6 separate regions of the Mus musculus genome follow, and regions 1, 2, 3, 5 and 6 are each linked to region 4. Evidence: chromatin contacts called from public Hi-C, HiChIP or PLAC-seq and promoter capture Hi-C data. All regions are on one chromosome and are shown on one strand. Each heading gives the region's core, a stretch centred on a gene start, on an enhancer-like site or on the middle of the called end of the contact. The rest is flanking DNA. Distances are from core to core; before and after follow the strand shown.

Region 1 (2,700 bases), core at 88-2,587, 2.3 Mb before region 4:
CCATTCCCAGCACCCACGTGACAACTAAGTATACAGCCTGGAAGTTTTGCTTTGGGTATGCAGAGTGCACAGACACATATGCTAGCAAAAAAAAAAAAAAAAAAAAAAAACCTCACGCACATGAAAAAAAAAGGAATCTAAAAGAAAGATGCCTGTGCGTATTCGTTATGGTTGATCCTATGCACGTGACATTTGGGTATGACAAATGCCTTTATTAGAAACCAGCAACACAGCTTTGGGGTTTAATAAAAACATAGTTTTTAGGATTAACGTTAGGATAATTACATAATAAACAATAACCTTAAAGTAAAATAGTATTTTATAGCGCCCCTTAAAGGGCACCGCGACTTTTAAACACTATCCATCTAGAGAACCGCGGCCGCAGTATTCAGCTTTTGTTCTTTTTTTTTTCTTTTCTTCTTTTTTTCTTTCGAGACAGGGTTTCTCTGTATAGCCCTGGCTGTCCTGGAACTCACTTTGTAGACCAGGCTGGCCTCGAACTCAGAAATCTGCCTGCCTCTGCCTCCCTAGTGCTGGGATTAAAGGCATGCGCCACCAAGCCCGGCTGTTCTTTTTTTTTCTATCTCAAGTCTGCATATTCTCTGGGCTACAAGTCCCCACCTTTTGCTTTACTGAAAACAGGAACTAGGGCGGTGGACCTAGAGTGTGTTCCAGGTCAGCCAGGGCTACACAGAGAAACCCTATCTCGAAAAAACAACAAAACAAAACAAAACAAAACAAAACAAAACAAAACAAAACAAAAAGAAGTCGAGGAGAGTAGTATATAAACGGGAAAGAAAGCCAGTGGTTTCCAAAGCGGGAAAAGCATAAAAATGGACAACCCAGGTCATGCATTAAAAATGAGAAAGTACATCACAACTTTAACTCCCAATGCAGAGGATATATACAAAGGGACCTAGTTATCTACTTGGATAAATGCCCTCCCTACATGATGTAAATTCAACTTCTCCGCGGCGCTTTTACGTGTAAGGAGGCACCTAGCCGTCGCCACCACGCTCTCCGGATTGGAGATTCACTCTTTTGGGTAGTGCCCCAAGGTCTTTAGAGGCCTCTGCTGTGTTCTTTTTAAGAGAGCGGGCAGAGGATGCCCTGCTTTCCCGGGGTTCTCTGCGCCCAAGAGTCGTGACCTTTCACCACGTCTCCTTCTCCGCAGGAAACGCCCAGCACCTCTAAAAAGAGCAGTTCTGAAACTGTCAGCAGCCAGCCCGCCGTGGTACCTCCCAGCCTGCTGGTCCCGCCTGTCACCAGTCTCCTCCTTTGGGGCGGAGCATCGCTCAGACCACGCCCCCATACCGCCCGCCTCCTGGATGTTCCCGGAAGCTGACCGGCTTACCCGGGTCGAGTTGATTGGTTGCAGTTTTGGACACCGCGCGCCAGGTTTTGTAGAGTTGTTTTGAGCCAAGTTCGCCGAAGAGATAATGGCTAGGCAGGATCGTCTGCGCGAGCTCCTGGGCCCTCTGCACCCGTACAAGAGCGACGACGAGGAGGAGGATTGTGCGCAGGAGGAGGAGGGGGAGCAGGAGGAGGAGTTTGTGGATGCCGAGGAACTCTGCAGCGGGGGCATCAAGGCGGGCAGCCTCCCTGGGCGCGCGCGAGGTGAGCCAGCGCCAGCCGGGCCGGGTTGGCAGGGGTCAAAGAAGTATTTTCGATTCTCACTGCCCGGCACCCAGCGTCCTTGACTGTTGACAGACAGACCTGTGGTGTGACTGGCTGCTTCACCGTACTTAGATGTGGTAGTAATAGTCGTAATGACTCAGAGCACATACTGTGTTAAGCTTGGTTTTTTCATATATCGTCTCGCTTAAAGTTAACAGTTGGGGGTAGTTTTACAGTCGAGGAAATAGATGCACCCTCATTCCCACCCAGAAACAGAATCCTTTAATTATTGTACCACGCTGGCTGAATAAGAGACGGAGTTGCTGTTAAGCAACTTTGAGAAAAAGAGCAAGCGCGCGGAAACACACGGCCACACACACACACACACACACACTCACATACACACAGATTTACACATATACATACACACATACATAAACACACTCATACACATTTACACACATACACTTACACATACATATACATGCCCACACATTCACACATACATGTTCATACACACACACACACACACACACATTGTATTTTCATGGTCTAGTACAGTAATAGCTGCTGACCAGGACCATGTGTGGCAACTGACCATTGGCAATTTAAACACAACTTTGGCTGTGTTTGAAATTAAATAGAAAGGATTACATGTTGATGGAAGTGTAACTGGCTATCCTGGCCAAGCATTTGCTACTGGGACAGGCCAGGGAGAGAAAATGGCGAAGTTGCTGTCTCAGTGGAAATACTACTTGTGAATTAAGCAGCCATTTTGGTTTTTTTTTTTTTTTGAGATTTATTTATTTTGTGTACATGAGTGCTCTATCTGCATCTATACCTGCATACCAGAAGAGGGCATCAGATCCCATTATAGATGATTGCGAACCACCATGTGGTTGCTGGGAATTGAATTCAGGACCTCTGGCAGAGCAGCCAGTGCTCTTGGCTGAGCCATCATGTCTATAGCACCTAGGCAGACATTCTTTAATCAGAGAAGTAACCCCAACTTAGTACTTAGTACCAGACAGCACTTGGAGAAGTGACATTCATGAGATGCAGACACGGCTTTGCTAAAGAAGT
Region 2 (2,873 bases), core at 263-2,762, 2.4 Mb after region 4:
AGTGCGGCCCGTGACAACCGCCGACGAACGGGGGAGAGAAATGAGTGGTTCTGAAAAGTTAAAAAACTCCGGGACCTAGCCATGACGCCAAAGGGAGCTCCGGCGACACACCCAGGGCGGACCGCCACGTTAAGGATACAGCTCTTGCGGGGTGGAGAGGGTTCTCGCCAGCTCTGGCTGCTGCCGAATCCGGATCCCGCTCCTCCTGATCCTCCTCCTCCAGGAGGTCTGCACCCCGGCTTGCCTCCTCGCTCCCCCACTCCTCGCCCCCGACTCCAGCGACTCCCACCCCGGTAAGGCCTGCTGCCTCGAAAGCGGAAACGGTCCAGGGCGATGTGGCTCCGCTCCCAGAAGGACGGCCGGGGGCTGCTTTCCGACAGGGACCCCGACGGCATCCGCCCTGGGGGCGGGTGAGTCCGGAACGGTTCTTTGGGTCGGTAGCTGCTGGGTCCCCTGAGCTGGCCCCGCTCGGCCGGGTGCCGTGAGCGTGAGAAATTCCTCAGCTGCTGCTGGGAGGACGACGAGGAGGACGAGGAGCCGCCGCCGCCTCCCCCGGATCCACCGCCCCGGGCCGGGGGAGGAGGCCGCCGCCGCGGGTACGGTAACAGCCCGCCGCCGCTGCTGCTGCTGCTGCTGCTCCGGCTCCGGCTGTTGTCGTCGTCGCTGATCTCCCCGTCTTCGAGCTCCCCTTCTTCCTTCGGCGAGAGGCCGCTAGAGGCCGGGGTCGAAGGATCGGCGGCGGCCGCCATCCGGAGTGCAGCGCTGGCCACACGACCTGAAGCCCTCCGGCCGGGGACCGCCCGACCGCCGCCTGCCTTCCCCTTCCTCCTCCGCCCTCTGTCCTAACGGACCCGGCGGGCGCGGCCTTTCCCGTGCTCGGACGCCCGGCAGGTTCTGCTCCCCAACTTCCCCGCACCCCAGATCGCTCTCTCTCGCTCGTCGGACCGTCGCTCGCCAGTTCCCTCTCCTAGCGCCCCCTTGCTGCTCTTCCGCCTCGCGAGAAAGCCTCTGTAGAAGGAGGCCGGGTCCCGAGCGTCATTTCCTGCGGCACGCCGGAAGGCGACCCTCCGAGTCTTGCGAGACAGGAAGCGCCCACCCCCATGTCCGCCGCGGTGCTGGCTGGGATTTGTAGTCTCCTCTTGCTCCAGGCTTCGCCCTTGTGTCCCTGCAGTCTTAACTGTCCCCTAGCATCCCGTCCGAGGTGGCAGGCGGGGAAGGAAGGGGTTAGTGTCTGGGTTGCGGACATGCTCTTTCAGCCGCAGACCTGAGTTTCAGAGTCATTAGTCGGTGGGGAAGACATCTGCCATCTTCTCATTCATTGCTAGGGGGCCCCCGTCTGAGACGCTGGACCTAGTCTCTTTGGGACCCCGGGAGGTAGGGGAGGGCGGGGAGCGGGTGTGGCCGCCATGTTGGTGAAGGCGACTGTCTGCGCCCGGAGCTCCGGCACGTTGGCTCTGCAGGCCTAAGCCCGCCATATTAATAAAGAGACAGGAGAGTGGGCCCTCCCTCCCACCCCGGTACTGTGCACGCCCCTCTGCCCTCCCCGCGCTCTGCACCGAGCTGGCGGCGCGGGGTCGCCTGCCTCGTTTGTCTAGCGTTTGACAGAAGCTTGCTTAGCGGGCAGCGCCTCCGAAGTGGCGTAAGGTGGCGCCGAATGAGGGGCCCGGGGAAATGCCGACCAATTGCGCCGCGGCGGGCTGTGCTGCTACCTACAACAAGCACATTAACATCAGCTTCCACAGGTAAACCTGGGAGGGGAGCGGGGTGACGGAAACGGGAGCCTAGGCAGTCTTGAGTCTCGGTCGTGTCAGAAGAACAAGGTCCTCTGACTTTGGTCACTTGCCCAGCTGCGAAGAGCAAGGGGAGCCTCGCTCTTGTCCTTTGTGTGTGGGTCCGCACATCTGGAAACATTTGCTCCTTTTCCGAGGAAAGTTTACCAAATTTGAAAAAAAAAAAAGAAAGAAAGGAAGAAAAGAAAAAGAAACCCGAGTTACTATGCCTTGCATTAAAAAGTGATGAGTATACCTTTATTTTCTACTCTTTTATTTTTTATATCTTAGACCATGCCTTAAGAAGAATGACGCCATAAGGGTTCAAACCAACAAATCACTTTAGAAGCCTGCTGAGTTCGAGTTAAGATTAGGCAATTTTCACTACTGGAATTGACGTGGGAAACATTTCTAATAGTCACACATGGTAACTGAGTCAATCTAATTAAGCAATGTTTATCAAAGAGCAAATAGAAACTCTCTCTTGAACAGAATCACGCACTCACACACAGGTTGAACGTACAGTCATGTCTTTAATTCTGTTAAGTCAAACTCCAAAGCATGTGAACACCGACTTGAATATAATAGGCGGCACTCAGTAAATGGTCACCTTTCCTTCTAGAACTGCCAACTGCCTGAAGAAAAGAAATACTGAAAACTAAACTGAAAACAGTTCTGATTTTATATGCTGTACCATTATACCTTGTGATCTTAGAAATATCTTTGCTCTTTTTCCTACCTCACTGTTACTACGTGCATCCCCTAACTAAAAGCTGCCACTTTCAAAATCCCTCTGATGTTTGTTTTTAAAGTATTTCATGCAAATGTAGTGCTTTATTCGTTCTTACAGCTAATGTACACTGGGTCCCTAATTGCCGGACATTATGCTAATGATGTAGATAGTTCTTACCCTCGGGGACTTTAGAATTGAATAGAGGAGTGCGGCATAATTTCTGTTGAGTGCCACAGAAAAGACTTTCAGAGAGACCTAATTTAGCCTCAGAAAGTCAAAGGACACTTCACAAAAGAGGTGACATGTCAGATGACACCAAAGGATGACAGAGATTTGGTCTTCTATATTAAAGCGTTTTCTACTTTGTTCCA
Region 3 (2,775 bases), core at 188-2,687, 2.5 Mb after region 4:
TGACAAGATAATCTTATAAATGATTGATTCTAGAGAGACATACGTAATTTTAGCCTTGTCCAATTTTCTAATTATAATTTTGTAAAAGGACCCGATAACATTCTGTACCAGGTTAAAGACTGTTTTTGAATTGATACCTTGCAAGTTACATCACAAATTCTTTTCCTATTTGCATTATTATTGTAAATATTATCATTATTATTATTACTGAAATGGTGTCTTGCTATGTAGCTCCAATTAGCTTAGAGCTCACAATTCAAAAGAGGCTGGCCTTGAACTTAAAGGTAATGTCTCTGATTTCTTGTCTGACTTCTTGTCACACGTCAATGTCGGATGCTCCTTTCTACTTCACGGCTCTCCTTTTTGCCGAAGATACTCCTAACAAAAGGCAGCTTTCTCCAGGAAGCTCTTCTAGGACGCTAACTCAGCTAGCTTCCCATGTATCTTTGTAAAACATTCTGAATTGCTTCTCCTTAAAAAGCATGCAGTGTGTAAATTGCGCATGCGTTGTTTCCTTGGTTAAAAATGTAAGCTCTCTGAGGACAGAGACATTGTATCTAATGCGACACAGAGAATGGCAAGCATTGGCTACATTCACGCCCTCGTTGAATGAACGAATGAGCTGCCTTTAAGTTGAAGTGTAAAATTAGTCTGATGAGATGAAAGTTTATTTTAAGTGACACCAAACTACAAAATTTCAGAAATACCAGGTTGCTTTCTTGGAAAGTGTATTTCATGAAATAAAATGGAAACACAGGAAGAAAAAATAAGCAATCGTCCAATAAACCAGACCCATCAAAGTGGACTCAGCATAGACAGAAATCCTGGGGAACCAGGAGTGATGACTGATGATGGGACCGCATTTATTCTTAGCCTGGGCTTTTAGGGCTGGAAACGGAGAGAAGTTAAGTCTTCTGCAATCCTTGCTCTTAAACCTACAACCGAATCGGAATTCCACCGAGTGTGGCAAGCAGCGATAAAGAAGGCGCACCATTGTTAGGAAATATCTCGGTGAGGAAGTGAGTAAGAGGGATGGAAGGATGTGGGAAGGTCTGGGTGGTCAGGGAAGCCTTTCCGGTTTAAGCTGAGACCTGGACGATGACTCGAGGACCTGGCCGTGTGGACGAACTGTAAAGTTCATGAGCCCGGATTTGTGCGCCCAGAGAAAGAGACTCAAGGGCACCTTGGCCGGACTTTGCGTGTGATGACCCCTGGTGTGATGGCTATCCGCTTTGGGACCATTCCTCGGGCCGGGCGATCATGTCCTGTATTCTATTCCATCAGAGTGGGGTCAGATCGCAAAGATCAGCTCCTTCCCACCGCAGGATTCCCGGGATGCTGAGCCGGTTCGTGCGGACGCGGAAACAGGCCCAGGCTCGCCCGCCGCCGACTCCGCCCACCGCGGTCACGTGACGAGGGGTGTGACGTAGGAGGAAGGAGACGCCATTAGAGGGAGGAGAGGCAGCTCTCCCCTAGCCTCGGGTCCCTGACGTGGTGGCCGGGGCCCTTCATTCTGGGACTTTCTCTCGGCCCTCGCAGGCCTCGCCCGCGGAAGGACGCGGCGAGCACCGGGCTCGGCGGGGCGTGAAAGAGCCGGGCCCGGGAGGAGCGGGCGCCCCGGCGGCGGCGGTGCGGGGTTCGGCGCGGCGCTGGGCTCGGGCGGCGGGGTAGCGGCGGCGGGATGGCTGCGGCCGGCGGCGGGGCGGCGGCGGCGGCGGGCCGAGCCTACTCCTTCAAGGTGGTGCTGCTCGGGGAAGGCTGCGTGGGGAAGACGTCGCTGGTGCTGCGCTACTGCGAGAACAAGTTCAACGACAAGCACATCACCACCCTGCAGGTGCAGACCCCGGGGAGCCGGGCTGGGGACCCGCGCCCGCTCCTCTGCCTCTGGCCTGTCAAACCCCCTTCCCTGCCTTCCCATTGCCTTTTGCAATCGCTTTGGGGACCCGCGGGCCTCAGCACACGGTAGATGTCAAGACCCACAGTGGGGAGGGAGAGGACCCGGAAAAGTCCCCAGTTGCCGGTGGAGGCTGCGCAGGTCGGGGAGTCCCCCGGTCTGCGTGCTGGTTTTCCCCTCTGATGGGCTTCGGCTGGGGACACCAGGTGTTTTCACTCTGTGGTCTCCGAGACCATCAGCCCTTCTTCTTTCTTCGCCAAGTAGGAACTCGGATACGGATTAGAATTTGCGAACGAGGTGGTTTGTAACTTCCAGAGCGTACTGATGACTAAGTGTTTATGCAAGTTCCATTTTGTCCTGCTTTCAAAGTAAATGGAGTGGTAAAACACCCGTCGTTGGAGGGTTTTTTTGTTTTTGTTTTAAACGACTGTTTGCTGCTTGTCGGTTACCCCGTTTCTTTGCAGCCTTCTTGTGTCCGGACGTGTGGCTTCCTTATTCTTTGGGGTTTGATCTTATCCGCGTTGAAACATCGTGTTGCGTAGTGGCCAGCAATCGGTCTTCAAACTAAAAAAAAAAAATCTAGGCACTGCTGCTACACGTTTTCTTTACTGTCAGGCCATAAAACGCTGGCTTTCTTCTACAGTTCCATTGGAAGTGTGGAAGTGTTACAATGTAATTGAAAGTGAAACCAGGCCATTGAAGGATCTGCGATCTCCCTGGTCTCCTTAAAAAAAAAAATCAGTTTGCATGTGTTCGAAGGAATTTATCTATTAACATGTCTTGATCAGACTGTCCAGAGGCTAAAAAAGCTAGTGATCTTGAGTTTGGGCGTCTGGATCCATATCCTACCCCCATTTATTTCCATAGCCCCGTGATCTTAG
Region 4 (2,709 bases), core at 69-2,568:
TGCCCAGAGCGGAGAGAAAAAGAAACAGGCTGGACATGGCCAGGGCCGGGGAAGCTAGAGAATGGGAGAGAATAGTTACATCAGCAAGAGATGGGAGTCAGGACAGAACACACCCAGACACCAAATGCTCAGCACAAAGGAAATGTATTACCCAAGACGGACAAGCAGAAGGTGTTGCCTCCGTCTGGATCGGCCAAAGAAGGCAGCAGGTGTCTCTGCAGGAGAAAGGGGGAAGGCTGTGCTAGGATGAGTTGGTAAGTCCTAAGTGGACATGTTAGCCAGCTAGTGAATTTTGATAGTTGGACCTCGGAGTTTTAGTCAGGCATAAGGATGTGGCCAAATAAGGGAAGAGACCTTGGTGGCTAGGTTTAGGAATGTAATCTAACGGTTTAGCAAGGGAGAGGGGAAGGGAGAGGGCCACACCTGCTGGTGATGTGTCTGCAATGTCTGCGCCTGTTGGAGCTCTTCAAGATAGTTTTGTGTGCAAGATGAGAGAGCAGAGACTAGAAATTAGTGCAGAGTCGGGATTGTGGGGACAAGTAGCTAAGAAGACCGAAGGAAAACGCATTACAGGAGTTCCTGAGGAATGCTGGCGTTTATCTAACCGCCAGAAATCAGAAATGGTTCAGCCAGAGCTCATTTCTAGATATTTGGAGGGCCTGAGACCTAACATTTTTGAGGTACTGGAACAGGTAAGTATTCCCACGCCCAAAACTTTTAAAATTTATGATAATAACAGCAACAATAATAATTGCTATTATTACTATCGTCAGGCTTTCTTAGTGCAGGCTTGCTTCAAAATCGTGGTTCTTCCTCCTGCCTCAGCCTCCCATGTGGCTTTCTTATGCTTTGCTTTTTTTATTGGATTTCTTAAAAAACGGCTGATTCCGTAAAAGAGAAATAAATAACGAGAGAAAACAACCTCAAAACCCGTCCAGTGAGGTTACACCACAGTTCAAAGAGGTGAGCGCCCCGAGACAGGCCAGATCCCGTAAAGTGGCGCTGAACCGCAAACAAGAACGCTGAATGCAGACTCTTCAACAGATTCCTAAAGTCCAGGTTATAGACTTCCGGCTTCCCAGAACAACGCCCCACCCAGACCACGCCCACAAGCCAGGCTCAGGCGACATACCCAAGCTCCGCCCCTTTCCCCGCCCCCTTCCTGCCTGGCCGGCACCACCCAGCCACGCAGTCACTCCCTGGCACACTTCCGCGCCTGCGCCCACTGAGCCTGCGGCTGGAGACGAAAGTCGCGCATGCGCCGAGCGGGAACATTGTTTCTCTGGGACTGGCTTAGCCAGGCCGCGCTTCCGGGTCGAAGGGTGTGCTTCCGGAGAGCGGGAAGGCTGAAACGCGGCGGCCAGGCTGCAGTCAAAGAGTTGCAAGGTTCTAGGCGGAGACCGCTGAAGCCATGGACAGGTCAGTCCTGGTAGGGACGCCTCGGCCGAGACTGGGGCTCTCGCCTGTTAGCGACGTAACCGCCTCCGCGGCCAGGGATTTGGCCCTCGGTGGAGGAATGGACGCTTGGCGCGATTGGAGCGGGGATGTGAGAATGCGGATCCCCGGGGTTCCACGCCGCGCCTCCCGGGTCTTCTCGGCGCTCGCTCCGAAGTGTGCGGGGGTCTGTGATGGTCCCGCATTCGAAATGCGAAATGAAGCAGTTCGAGCTCAGGGCCATCAGCCGCACTGACAGTTCAGCCCAGACGTCCTCAGCGTGGTTTTATTGCGGTTATTAAGTCATGTCAGCTGTACGTTATTGGGTAACGGTGGTCAGCTTAGACTTTAAAGTGCCGGCCCTAGGGAGTTGAATTTCTCCCTCCCTCTCAAATGATTTATGCTCGCCTGACACGAAGATGGGTTGTTTAAGGCCCTTGGCATCGGGGAGTAGATTGTGTAGTGAAGACAGTCGAGCAGTGTAATACGATGTATTTATACTGTACTGCGGGGAAAATAAATGAAGGAGATGTTTTATCTCCCTGTCACAGGAGTTTCAGGCAAACCTATAAAAGTAACTTGCTAGCTGGTCTTTTGAGTAATAATAGCACATTATTGATACTGAAAACATTGTGCTAGGGGTTATCTTATGTGTGTTCCTTAAGCTTTAAGTGGCACATTTAGTTTTAGAGCAATCCCGTGAGGATCTTATCTATATAGAACAGTGAGCCTGTAAGAGATTTAAGGAATGGCATAGTTAAATAGAACCCTGTTATGGGGCTGGGGATATAGCTCAGTGGTAGAGTGCTTGCGTAGTAACCCTTAGGTTCTGGGGGGGGAAAGAGAAACATTACCAGCAGGGACCTTTGAATCTCCATAAAGCTGTTTGATGAATAACTTAAGTAGATAGATGAACATCCAGTGACAGGGGAACACATATAGACCTCTGTAAAAGAAACATACTCAGATATAAAGTCATGAAAAATGTTCACGCTTGTGTGGCTGAATGCTCCCAGCAATGCGGATGGACTTGATGGGCAGAACTAAATTAGGATGGTGGTGTAAATACTGTGCTGGTGAGTGTTAGCTTGAGTCTGCAGAGAAGAGGAAGCTGGCTGGAGATTTTAAGTGGAAGAAAGGTGTACTAGAAGGATAATTAAAATCAACCCCCATGGTTTAGTTTATAAGCTGTCAGATGACAGTGCTGGAGGCCCATAGCACTGTGCTAAGACAGGAGACATCCTTAGTCTACATGGAGGGAAATCACTTGAAGGG
Region 5 (2,891 bases), core at 305-2,804, 2.4 Mb after region 4:
GAACCACATGGGACTGGCACAATAGTACCCATGTATAAAAGGTGAAATCAGTCCCAAGACTCGGATTATCTGAGAATAGGATGGTCTGCTGTATAAATGAATGGACAGGATACACACCCTTGAAATTGTAGAGGAATTTTAATCCAGCAAGATGGCTCCTCTAGCAAGGGATTACATCCAAAGACCTAGATCTTTATGATCTGGCTAGATCGCAGACAGGCCACATCCCTTTAACCCCTCTGCCTGGAACACGGATACAACCTGAGTACAGTCCTTTAAGGTCAAATTCGTTTTTAGAAGGAAGGAGCCAGGTGTGAAAGTGATGTCTAATTGAGGGCCAGACAAAGTAACAAAGATCGAAAGATTTGACAGAATGAGTCAGAGACAGAATGCATCTTACAAGGACAGCACAGGAAAGAGAAGCTATTTTAAGAGCCCCAGTGCAGGGAGAGACAGCTAGTCAGAGGTGGGAGGCAGTGCCAGGAGTGCGGTGCAGTTGCAGTTGAGTTCGGGTTGTGGTTTTTGTTTGTTTCAAGTCTATGAAGTTCATTGCAGGTGAGCAGAGTCAACTAAAGCCAGAGAACAAGAAGGAGCCAGGTGATTAGAACAAAATGCCAGAGTTGTTTGAGGCTAGGCAGAACAATTCAATGGGAACTTGAGAGAAGCCAGATTGAATCAGGCAGCTTGGTGAGGAGTTTGAGCCAGAACAGCTAGGTTGAACCAGACAGCCAGAGTTCTAGAAAGAACTATAAAGGGTGAGCTTATTCAACAGTGAGCCCTACAAGAGGACAATACATCAGACGAATAAGTTACTTTTACAGATAGAGTGGATGGGGACAGACACTTCCACAATGTGTGTTAGAACAGTAATTATACAAAAGCTCAACCGTGGGAACTATATTTATGTTTACATACCGCAGTACCAGTTGAGTCTGGCCCAGGTTAAGAGCCAAGCCATTGTTTTAAGCTACTTTCTAAGTAATTTCGCTTCTAACGATAAACTCCTACGTCGTCCACACCCTATCGCCTGGTATGAATGCTTCATAAGTTACAACCCATTACTGGCTCTAAATTCACTCGCAGTTCATTATTCCATCAATGGCAGGTTTTAGTGACCCACACCACCCTTACTGGTGACATTTTTTTTTTCAAGTCTAGGCTGTCCACAAATCCCAAGACCTAATTTGTCCTAACGTCTATTTTGGAGGTGCTTTAGAAACAGCACTCCGACCCGCAAAGAGACACTAAGCAAACTCAAGCCGGGTTTCCGCCTCGACGAGTCACGTGAGCGGAGCAGGGCTGCTGCGCATGCGTACACGGAGGGAGTCGCGGAGAGACCAGAGCGACTCCCGGGGCAGCGGGGTGGGGACGTAAAGGCGCTCGCCCGCGCTGTTCCCAGCCTTGGTTCGCTTGCCCGGGCAGCGTACGGCAGAGGTGGAGCTGGGGCAGACTTGGAGCAGGGGCCCAGGGGGCGGAGCGCGCCGTGCGGGGGCGGAGCTCGGGGGGGGGGTCCGAGGGCGGGGAGGGGCGGGGCTCCGCGGTGCTGGCCGCTCATTGGCCACCGGTCGTTTGTGCTCCTTCCGGGTCCCTCTAGGTGGGAGCTGCCGGCCTCCCTGCTGGCCTGGCGGGTCCTCTGTGCATCCTCCCTGCACCTTCTTTTTCCAAGGGCGGCGTTAACCTCCCCGGGTCGAGCCGGAGCGCTGCGCCTGCAGCAGTGACTAGACGTTTTGGATTTACGATTCTATTTTGTCGTTCGGTTGGTGGAAGATGTTGGTATTTCTCTATGCCTCTAAAGGAGTATTGTTGCAAGAAACTTGAATGACTTGGTTCATCTGAAATGCTATCTATTCCCCCCCCTCAGGTGCTCGTAGCTCTATTTTCCATGACAGATAGTGACGACACTACGTGCAAAAGGTATATAAAGATGATTACCAATATAGTAATACTGAGCCTGATCATTTGCATTTCCCTAGCGTTCTGGATTATGTCAATGACTGCTAGCACCTATTATGGTAAGTAAAAGTGTTTTAAGTTTTGCTAGAAGTTAATGGGTGGAATTTTAAACTACGACTTCAAAATCCAAAAAATATGTAAATGGTTAAGAACAGTTATGTTCACTGCCGAAACCTGAATCTGGTTTGCTACGGTGATAAGATAAACAATGTCTAGAGAACTTTACAGCCTTCCATGATGTTTCTTGTGCTGATATTTAATGATACCTATCACAAAACGCATGTCTCAAATAATTACTTCTGTTTACCTTAGTTGGGGGGGGGGGAGACATAAAAGGTAGTTTTGTGAAACAATTTGGGGGATGCTTATCTTTTTAAGATTTGCCATGGTGTAGCGGTTTCATAATCCCGTGAGAATAACAAAGGAGGTACAGTCTTTTCATTTGCAAGTTGAAGAATTTGTCACTTCACACAAATAGATAGGTCTCGTGCAGACACTGTCCTCTTGCTCGTCCGGTTTGATCATCACCGTACCCTGCAGCCACTTGGTCTTTCCATTGGCTTCTTGGTACATCTTTGCTCTCATGAAGCCAAATCTTGCTGTCTTAGCTCCTACTACTGCTCCTGCTACTGAATTCTTCCTGATCCCTGTCTCAGCCTCCAGAGTATTGGGATTACAACCTCCAACCATCGTATATGACTTTACAGGACACTTCAACATAAGACAAGACTTTACGGACTTTTCTCCCTTAGTATATATTAATTGTACAAGCTGATGGATTTCATTTTGGCATTAATATATTCGGATTATATACCTTGGTCCTGTGATGGTTCTAAAGGATTATTTTGGATTTGGCTCTTAGAGTGGGGGGGGGGGTTAAATCCAGGGTTTTGCATATACTGTGCACCCATGCATGTGTTCAGAGGCTGCTCCATATC
Region 6 (2,791 bases), core at 57-2,556, 2.4 Mb before region 4:
AAGAGAAAGCAGAGGACGCTTCTATAGCAAGGGCTAGTCAGCAATCCGGCCACGGAGGATAGGGGTGGGGAATCGTAAGTACACACGGCAGTACCAAGTGAATAATGTAGATCTGAAGAGGAAAAAAATAAATAAAACACCCAACACACATGATCTTAACTACGTGGCATTCTGGACTAGGCCTGAGAGAAAGGAAGAATGACAGTCGGACACACATACACTATGACATGGGTGAGCTTTGAAGACATTAATAGAAACATGCCAGTCACAACGGCTAACATGTATGATTTCTTTTTTACTGAGGCAGTTCTAACCGTTTCATAAAGACTGAAGAAATGGGAGTTGCCCAGGGCAGAGGAGGCTGGCAATGGCGAGTTACTTATGGATACAATTTCACTTTTGCTTTGAAAGATGACTAAGTTCTGGCTGGATAGGAAATACCACAGGGCGACAAAACATTACTGCTTGGTACCTCAAAGGTGTCTAGGGTAGCAATTTTTTGGCTACCAGTACTTTTTCATAATGAATATATTTTAAAAGCTGAGCTCACTTGTCAAAATAATTTCAAAATTCATTACAGGAATATCGGGCTAGGTAAGTACCAAGATTCTAGATGCGTCAGAACCACCTTCATTTTTTTTTTTTTTTTTTAAATCCAGAACCGGTTTGAGCTGCCCAGGCAGGTCCATTTCTGTAAAGTGACCTTTGGTGGACAGTGAATTCCGCTTCGTTACGCGTCAACGAACAGCCTAAACTCAAAGTAATAACTTTGAGTCGCCGTGACTTTATGCGTCGGTCTGGGAAACTTCTCAGTCATCACACACACGTATGCCGAGTTCTGTACCCCACGGGGAGACAGTAATGACTAGGATGGTAAGGTCTCAGCACGGGGAACAAATAAATGAGGGCATCAGCCCGTGATTTCCAATGCTTGATATGGATCCTCCTGGTGTGCTGACCCCAAACATGCAATTATATCTGTCCCTACTCCAGAACTGTAATTTTGCTACTGTCACGAATCGTAATGTAAATATCTGATGTGCAGATGGCCTTAGGCGACCCCCTGTGAAAGGGTCCCGCTTGCGACCCTCAGGTTGAGGACCGCTGACCTAGGCGACCCGGCCCACACCTCTAGAAGACAACTATGTCTCCCTCTGGTCACTTGGTCCCCCTGACCCCCGCCACATACCCATGCGGATGTGCACGCTGGCCGACGCCACGCAGCTGCCGTAGTTGAAGTCATCCTCGATGGACGAGCGGGGATAGCCCGGGTCCGTGTCGGCCATGTCGCCAGCAGTGCCCGCCCGCACCTGCCCCGGCCGAAGTGGGAGCCTACACTGACCACAACCGCCTTCACCCACTTCCGGGATGGCCGCCAGACAGAACTAGCCGAACTGCCTCTCTGCAGCGAGCGCCGAACCAGTCGATCGCTCCCATGGAAAAGTCTCCACTAGGAGAGGAGGTTGCTTTCTAGTAGGAGACAGATTGCTCTCTCCCACGTCATCGCAAGGGAGTTTTTTCTAGGATTTTCTTTAAAAGTTCCTCTAGGCCTCTAGAGAATCTCTTCCAGAAAGAGTGCTAAACAAGATAGAAAGATTACGGTATCAATCAACAACCTCTCATTAATTCACTTCAATACTTGGTCCAGGAATGCACTTTTAAGTAAAATTATTTTAAAGCAACATTTAGGCCTTCATTTATTGACCATTTCTTTTAAAACAGACCCCCCCCCCTGCTTTTAAAGTTAAATAATCCTTCATCTTGAAAGACAAGTAGGAATCCACCCCCACCCCCATCCCACCCCCACCCCATGGGCGTAATTCAGGTTTTCACGGATTCGATGTTTGTGAATTGAGAGGGCAAAGTCATCGTGGTGGTGTACAGGACAAGTGCCAAAGAATGAGGCTGGACAGATGAACAAAGGCAAGACCACTGAATGCCAAATATAGAATTCGTGACCGAAACCAAAACCAAAGGAAGAAGGACAGAGAAAGTGGCGATAACAAAATGCATCTGTCATGACACTATTGCAAGCATGAGGTGTAGACTCGCCAAAGAAATATTCCAGGACACCACTAACTTTATTTATCTTTATTGTTTTAAGGGTCTCAATATGCATCTAGCTGCCGTGAGACTCATTATGTAGACCAGACTGGTCTTGAACTCAGAGATCCACCTGCCTCTGTCTCATGAGTGCTGGGATTAAAGGCGTACCAACCGGCCCACTTGTAATTATTTCTATGAGTTTACTTTGACTCATCCCAAAGACAGCAAGTGGGATTCAAAATATTGAAGAACTGTCTATTCTAAAACTAAAAATGTAATATTTTCAGGAAACTTTTTTCAGATATGTTCCACAATAACAAGAATGAAACATGCTTAGCTTTTTATTATTTTTTAAACATGTTGTTACTCACTTCAATAAAGGTAAGAATAGTATTTATTATAGAAGGCAAACTGGAGAAGAATTGGCAACCATCTTTTTATTATCTAAAGACAACACCAATATCTCATTCAGAAAAAAATAATTCTAGCTAGATTGTGCCCCCTATGTGAAAGACAAAATATTAGAACTTAAAGTTATATAAAATAATCTCTTTATAATTTGAAGAAAGCAAAGATTATTTAATCTACAAAGATTGACACACTATATAAAATTGAGAACACCTAGGAGTAAATTTCATTATAAAAGAGTAAAAGCAAACTATGGACTGGGAAATATTTTTAATATACACATCTATATAAAGTTCCCATCCCATACCATAAAAAGAATGACCACAAATCCAGACTT

The links. Promoter capture Hi-C pulls out the DNA fragments that hold promoters and counts their contacts. A called contact is a pair of places that touch in the nucleus more often than the background predicts. HiChIP or PLAC-seq counts read pairs in DNA pulled down with a chosen protein or histone mark.
Region 1: a promoter capture Hi-C map of pre-B cells shows a contact between it and region 4, with 4 times the contacts expected there. The contact joins the promoter of Helb here to the promoter of Nup107 in region 4. A contact is called at or near these places in 6 of 39 promoter capture datasets (embryonic stem cells, hippocampal neurons, liver and 2 more).
Region 2: a contact with region 4 is called in an H3K27ac HiChIP or PLAC-seq map of stem cell-derived epiblast-like cells, with 24 times the contacts expected there. The contact joins the promoter of Thap2 here to the promoter of Nup107 in region 4. A contact is called at or near these places in 2 of 39 promoter capture datasets (hippocampal neurons and liver), 2 of 115 datasets of contacts at active chromatin or transcription factors (astrocytes and stem cell-derived epiblast-like cells) and 1 of 9 other capture datasets (adipose tissue).
Region 3: a contact with region 4 is called in a Hi-C map of muscle stem cells, with 3 times the contacts expected there. The contact joins the promoter of Rab21 here to the promoter of Nup107 in region 4. A contact is called at or near these places in 1 of 39 promoter capture datasets (hippocampal neurons), 1 of 484 Hi-C or Micro-C datasets (muscle stem cells) and 1 of 115 datasets of contacts at active chromatin or transcription factors (astrocytes).
Region 5: a contact with region 4 is called in a promoter capture Hi-C map of neutrophils, with 4 times the contacts expected there. The contact joins the promoter of Tmem19 here to the promoter of Nup107 in region 4. A contact is called at or near these places in 4 of 39 promoter capture datasets (hippocampal neurons, liver, neutrophils and 1 more) and 1 of 9 other capture datasets (adipose tissue).
Region 6: a promoter capture Hi-C map of pre-B cells shows a contact between it and region 4, with 4 times the contacts expected there. The contact joins the promoter of Tmbim4 here to the promoter of Nup107 in region 4. A contact is called at or near these places in 2 of 39 promoter capture datasets (embryonic stem cells and pre-B cells), 1 of 115 datasets of contacts at active chromatin or transcription factors (astrocytes) and 1 of 9 other capture datasets (liver).

What each region holds. Positions count from the first base shown.
Region 1 is chr10:120,111,602-120,114,301 of GRCm38.p6, reverse strand. Helb (helicase (DNA) B) reads left to right here and starts at 1,337. Exons shown (of 13, transcript NM_080446.2): 1 at 1,337-1,617. The coding sequence starts at 1,440.
Region 2 is chr10:115,383,074-115,385,946 of GRCm38.p6, reverse strand. It overlaps Thap2 (THAP domain containing, apoptosis associated protein 2), which reads left to right and starts at 1,512. Exons shown (of 3, transcript NM_025780.4): 1 at 1,512-1,742. The coding sequence starts at 1,672. Zfc3h1 (zinc finger, C3H1-type containing) reads right to left here and starts at 988. Exons shown (of 35, transcript NM_001033261.2): 1 at 140-988. The coding sequence starts at 749.
Region 3 is chr10:115,314,253-115,317,027 of GRCm38.p6, reverse strand. It overlaps Rab21 (RAB21, member RAS oncogene family), which reads left to right and starts at 1,437. Exons shown (of 7, transcript NM_024454.1): 1 at 1,437-1,834. The coding sequence starts at 1,682.
Region 4 is chr10:117,791,314-117,794,022 of GRCm38.p6, reverse strand. Nup107 (nucleoporin 107) reads left to right here and starts at 1,318. Exons shown (of 28, transcript NM_134010.2): 1 at 1,318-1,419. The coding sequence starts at 1,412.
Region 5 is chr10:115,360,930-115,363,820 of GRCm38.p6, reverse strand. Tmem19 (transmembrane protein 19) reads left to right here and starts at 1,554. Exons shown (of 7, transcript NM_133683.4): 1 at 1,554-1,769; 2 at 1,862-2,012. The coding sequence starts at 1,883.
Region 6 is chr10:120,207,341-120,210,131 of GRCm38.p6, reverse strand. Tmbim4 (transmembrane BAX inhibitor motif containing 4) reads right to left here and starts at 1,306. Exons shown (of 7, transcript NM_026617.3): 1 at 1,190-1,306. The coding sequence starts at 1,286.